Regions from separate parts of the Mustela erminea genome. Here region 2 is linked to region 1. The links are chromatin contacts, called in public Hi-C maps. All regions are on one chromosome and are shown on one strand. The core of a region is the stretch at or near the end of the contact, and the rest is flanking DNA. Distances in the headings are between cores, read along the strand shown.

Region 1 (3,089 bases), core at 180-2,679:
ACAAGGAACAGAAAACTATTTTTCAAAAACTACCGTTAATAGGATGGAAGACGCAAAGGATGGAGTCATCGCAGGCTTATGTGCATACATGCAATCAATCAAGGAATGTCTACAGGGGAAAGTGGTCAAATTCTGAAGCTAACGTCCTGAGGCTTACACATTTATTACTGAGAATCAGTTCAGCCGATAGTAAGTAAGAAAAGAGTGGATGGGCGGACAACACATGGGTACCTCTCCCTGTCGAGGAGTCGTGACAGCAAAATCACTTCCTGAGGAAGGAGGAGCGAAAGGGAAGTTAAGAGGCCATCCTGACCAGGAAGTGACTCGCCCTAAACTAGCCTCAATCGTATCTAAAAATGGGGGGATGGGGAGAGCCCCAACAGTTAAAGGCGGTAAAATAAATGCTTCTTGATACATCGAGACATCACCATCGCCCCCGCTCTTAATTACACAATAAAGTCCACAGTCACAATTCAATAAACGAAAGTCTCTTCTCTTGCTTAAGGGTCATTAGGCTGTGCTTCAGGCCCAGGAAGAGAAAGAGTTGAGGAATGGGGAACTGGGGCCACCGTGAGGCAGACCAAAGCCCCTAAAGAGAGAAGCGTCCCAACTGCAGAGCGTATCCCAGTACAGGCCAAGAAGCTTCTTTTTTCTGGGGACACCGCCAGGGTTCCCACCGCAGCCAGGTCAGGCCCCCGTTCCCTGTCGCGAGAGGAGGCAAGAGAGAGAGGCGGACCCCTTACCTTCTCCTCATCCGACACCCGGTCCTCGAAGTCGGCCATCTTGGGCTGCTCTGGCCCAGCCCGGCCCCAGCGCGAGGCAGGCCGGGAAGGAAGCTGAGTGATGGAATCACCGCGGGGGCTGTCGGAAGGACCCGCCCGGAAACGCCGACCCAGAGGGCGCCATGTCAGTTTCGGGCGGGGTGGTGGTTCTGAGCGCCGTCTCTCCGCGAAGTCCCTAACTCTGCCTTAAAACTTTTCCTTAAATGATTTTAAAACTAATAGTTTTCTCACTGAGTTACGTTCATTTCCTCCGTTCATCTATGAGACGCTGGGGGCATGTTTCGACTATTCCTGACACCCGAATTCCGTCCGACCAAATCGCAATTGTTACTGTACGTTTTCCTAGTACCAGTGATATCTGTGGCGGCCGAGTCCAAAGGGCTAACTGCTGTTCGGGCCCTGGAACGGTCGGTGGCTTTTCCAACCCTGGGAATAGGGTGAGAGGTGACCGTCACTCGCATGGAAGCGAAAACATTTCACTCAGAGATCACATCTCAGTCCAGTTCCTCCAATATGTGCCGCCAGTCACCCTTTCCTGTCCTTCGAAGGAAAGGTAACCTCAGTCTTGGGCCGCTCCCTCACGTTCCAAATTTTTTTGGTCCGCGTTCCCTGGGACTCAGCCTCCACAGAGGCCAATTTTAGGTCCGCCACTATCCCAGGATTCCCGACTCCCGGTTTCCTGCCTTTCTCCCCTCCCAGCTCCCGGAGCCTGCGGGAGCGGCAAGATGGCGGACGGAGACGGATTGGGTGAAGCAGCCACTGCTACGGCATCTCCTCCTGCACCTGCTCCGGGCCTGAGCCCGTCGCTCGGCTGGAGGGAGCGGCTGCGGGCCGGACTGGCGGGGACTGGGGCCTCGCTGTGGTTCGTGGCGGGGCTTGGACTGCTTTACGCTCTGAGGGTCCCGCTGAGGCTGTGTGAGAATTTGGCTGCGGGTGAGAGGCCCAGACCTCCCTGGGGATGGGCGGGGGGAGCTAGAAGAGGGACCGGGAGCAAGAGGCAAAGGGCAGAGATTCTCCGCAGTCACTGGAGAGCTTCAGAGAAAGTCTTTGGTGCTCTACCTAGTGTGTTCTTCTCCCGGTCTGCAACTCCGCAGCTGATTGTCAAACCTGAGCTGCAGCTATGGGCTCCTCCCTTGAGCTCTTAAGATCCGCCCTCTCTCAACTGTCCTCGTTTACCCGAGGAAGAGCCCGCCACCTGACACGCTGTAGGCTTCAGGTAGTAGGACAAGATGAGAGCATTTTCATATCCGTTGCAGAATTTATATATACTTCCAGCATTGGTAGGATCCATTGAAAATCATTCTTTTGAGTCTCTCGCCGGTTAGCCAAGAGTTCCCACACCCAGACTACAAAGATGAGGGTTTCTGCATTCAAAGACCTAAAAGGAAAAAAAAAAAAAAAAGCCATGATCTTAGCCAACCATTATATTCTAAGATAGTTCTGTCAAGAAAGTTTTTGTGGTATCTTGGTCTCTTCTTTGCTTTAGGCTTTATCTTGAGTAATACAGGAAGTTAAGGGGAAGAGAGCCACAAACAGTAATGGGTTCTTTCAACATTCGTAGAAAGCTTGCTATGTAGTCTGAGCTGAAGATACAGAGACGTGTCAGAAGTGATGATCCCCGTGGATTCTGCAAATACTATACTTTACCTGTAGCCAGGACAAAGTGGATGGGAGCCAGGGCCTTTTACCATTACATTACAGTATTTCCACTCAAGCTCTGAACAAGATGAAAGTATTTTTGCTGTGTGATGACTATGACTATCAGTACCTGTGGTTTATTTTTCTGCAGCAAGAAAAGGCAAATGTCTCCTTTTCTTTTTCATAAGATGACATGAAATACTGTGAGATAATGTTCTGGACTTTTTAGAAGATAGGTTTTATGTAAGTTCGGATATAACAAACATACTAAAACTAAGTAAATTGGCCTTCCTAGACTATTTGGAAGAGCTAATTTGCTGTCTCTGTAACTGGTTAATGAAGTGCTTACTAGTGGTTTGCATGCTCAGTGAAATATTATTCATTGATTTTATCATTTATTTTTCCACGTGTTAACTAGATAACACCATTGGGATGAGAGTAGTTAACTGTGGTAGATTTTTATTAATTTCTGAAACCTGTGGTATTTATGAGACAGTTATTTGAAGTGAAAAATCTGGTCCAGGCTTCCAGTGAGTCAGGTTCAAGGAGTTCTCTCAGTCTGTTGCTATTCTCTTTGGGGTTTTTTTTTCCTCTCTAGCTGACAAACTGAATACATACACATACTGGTTCCTTGCCTCTAATTTGAAACACTGGTTTGTATCTCACCAA
Region 2 (3,089 bases), core at 293-2,792, 160 kb after region 1:
AGGCCAAAATCATCAGCATTTTGCACCTGCTGAAATGAAGGTCAACTTGGCAAAGCCTTTATGAGCACAATATAGAGACACTTCTTGGTGGCTACAGGTCCATGAATAGCTGGAGCTGACCCTGCTTTTTTATTTGTCCTTATCTCTGAGATTTAAGCCTGGCTCTTACTTCTCATCCCTTAAATTTTGGCAGGTAATACCACTGTTACAAAACCAGTCAATAACATCATGTGTGTTTCAGTTTCCTCTGGAAGGAAAAACCTCCGCCATAAAAAAGGGGCTACACAGTAACCAAAGGCCACAGAGGGGATTAATGATAAACCTAGATGGCTGAACCTGAATTTTCTTCAAACACTTCCTGCCTTTTGTTTCAACAGAACTATACCTTCAAGGTTAACTGCAGTCTCCCTGAGCAACGGACCAGCCCACCCTAGACTGGGAGATACTCAGTCCTAATCTAATGCTCTTTATATACTTATCTACACTGTTTTATTTGAAAACGTGCTATTATTCACTAGCAGTCCAACAATACACACTGCATTCTACCCACGTAAGGCCAACTCTGCAGATGACCAACACACCCACCTATCTGTGAAACAGAAAATGATGGTTTTTCATCAAGTTCCCAAGGCAGAAATAGGGTAGAAAGCCAAAATGAAACGCAACTCAAACCTGAAAAAGCCTTAGAAGTTGGTTCCTCCCTCAAGGAGCAGAGATTGGAGGGGCGGCACAAAGGGTGAAGGGGGAGCGGGGAGTTAGTATTTCTCGTTCCTCCAGAGTCTAAAAGAGTCCCGAAGCAGGTGAGCTCTGGGCCCGCGCCACCTTACCCCTCCCCCGCCCAAGGGAACAGAGGATCCGAGGGGCTTCAAGAGGAAGCCCGAGTATCAGAGCGTGGGGGATGGGAAGAACTGAAGTGGGGGAAGGCCGCTTCTTCTGTGGAGCTGGCTGTCTAGATAGGGTCTTGATTTCTGCCTCACCCATCTTTTTTGGAAAATACTGATTTTTATCTTACGGGTGAAACTAGCGCTGGTCCCACTCTGGCGAGCAGGGACAAGCGTAGGGAGGGATGTCTGGGTTCCCGGGGGTATCGTATGGGGGTGGAGGCGGCAGCCTAGAGAATGAGAACCTGCGCGCCCTCCCCAAGGTTGAGGCGCCGGGTGAGCGGGACCCTTAAACGAGGGGTGTCAGAGGGAAGCCCCTTATACGGAGCTGGGACTGACCGGGGACAATAAGTAGTTGCGAGGACCCTCGGAGGATGGGGAGCCGCCTCCTCGGGGAATACCGGGAGGCGGAGGAGACGGCCCCGCCCCCTCAGGGGATGGGCGCAAGTGGCAGTTGGGACGGCGGTGGGAGGACACCGGTGGGCCTACCCTTGCTTTTCTCTCGAGAACCCGGCCCCCCAGCCACCGTCGAGCCCCAGCCCTGACGGCTCCTACCTTTTCCCCGCGCTCCGGTCTCTGCTCCCCGCCGCCTCCGCCACCCGCTCGCATCCAAGCCTCCTGAGGCCCCGCCCCTCAACCGCCAGACGGGCGCAATGGCATTCACCAGGGCCAATCGCCACCTCGCTTCCTCAGCACCGGCACCAATCCGCGCCTGCTGGAGGAGGGGCTTCTCCAAAGTCATTTAGGCTCCTCCCGGGGCCCCAAGATCCCTTTTGTTTGGGGAGAGCCGGGCTGGGATTGAGCTCGCGTCACTTCCTGGAGGAAGCGCGCTCCTCCGGCCGGGGCTCCGGGGTGGGCTCGCGCCCCTCCCGGCTCGGCTTCTGCAACTTTCCACCTTCTGCGGTTTCTGGGCAGCACGGTGCCGAGTGTTTCTTGCTTTATCCTCCTAGTCTGGGAGGCTTAGGAATGGCGGGCTTTGGGAGCTCAGGTTGATTGGGCACATTAACGTTTCATTCTATCCAAAATGTTAATAAATGAAATGCCCTTTGGCGTCTGCTTTAGAATTAGTTGTCGCAAACCCGGTAACGTGTCTTTCCTGCTGTCTCTTTCTCTTGGACCAGCTTGTGGGTGTGGTGCTAGAAGCAAGAGCGCAAACATGATAAACCCGGAGACCCCCCCACTTCCCCGCCCCACCCCGGCCTTCTCTTTTCCCATTACATTTGGAAGGGAAGTACTAGCACTGGAGCTCCTGGCGCGGGGACACCGGGTAGCACCAGGGAGGGCAAAACCCAGTCCCACCTGCCTTCCAGGCAAAAGTCGAGTGATTGCAAATTAGTCTGTCAATATGCGTGTCCGATGAGAGGATATTTTTTGTGTTCTTGGCCCTATTGTGGGGCAACGGCGTTTGCAGTAAAGCTGGAACAAAGGGCAATGTAGAAGATGCAAGAAATGTCTGTCCCTTCTTGTGAACACAGGAATGCAGATCTTGCTGTTAGCAGCAAGCCTTCCCAGGACCATCCCTATCCCAGGATACGGATGCATCCCTATCAGAGGTTAAGGTTTCTGGGTTCCTTCCCCATAGACTGCTCTCCAGGTCACCAGATTTATTTAGCTGGTTAAAATAATAATAGCCCGGGCACCTGGGTGGCTCAGTGGGTTAAAACCTCTGCCTTTGGCTTGGGTCATGATCTCAGGGTCCTGGGATCCAGCCCCACATCAGGCTCTCTGCTCAGCGGGGAGCCTGCTTCTCCCTCTCTCTGCTTGCCTCTCTGCCTACTTGTGATCTCTGTCTGTAAATAAATAAATAAATAATAATAAAATAATAACCACATTATTTTTAAATACAATATAGTAAATACTTATGATACAATTAAAATTTATAATGGCTAAGTAATGTATTGTTTTTAATATATTATTCTTAATCATAACAATTATTATTGAGCAAGATAGTACTGGAGCATAGTATTGATCTAGGAAGATATGTCATCACTGTGGCGGACACTTTCATATGCTATCTTACTTAATTTCCGCTATTATATGATAAATCTGTCCTAACTTGTAATATAGACATCATCCTGCCCATTTTACAGATGAGAAGATAGCAATGAAAAGAACTCAAATAACTATGGGCACAGAGCTAGTAAATAATAAAGAAAGAACTTCCAATGAGGTTGTATGACTCTAAACCTGTGCCATATTCTGCTTAAC

The links. Hi-C and Micro-C count contacts between places; a contact is called where the count stands out from the background.
Region 2: a contact with region 1 is called in a Hi-C map of fibroblasts, with 4 times the contacts expected there. The contact joins the promoter of CTTNBP2NL here to the promoter of ST7L in region 1. A contact is called at or near these places in 2 of 3 Hi-C or Micro-C datasets (fibroblasts and spleen).

The regions. Positions count from the first base shown.
Region 1 is chr10:13,408,043-13,411,131 of mMusErm1.Pri, forward strand. It overlaps ST7L (suppressor of tumorigenicity 7 protein-like), which reads left to right and starts at 1,430. Exons shown (of 15, transcript XM_032301630.1): 1 at 1,430-1,715. The coding sequence starts at 1,508. It overlaps CAPZA1 (F-actin-capping protein subunit alpha-1), which reads right to left and starts at 916. Exons shown (of 10, transcript XM_032301637.1): 1 at 744-916. The coding sequence starts at 782.
Region 2 is chr10:13,568,064-13,571,152 of mMusErm1.Pri, forward strand. It overlaps CTTNBP2NL (CTTNBP2 N-terminal-like protein), which reads right to left and starts at 1,543. Exons shown (of 6, transcript XM_032301628.1): 1 at 1,437-1,543.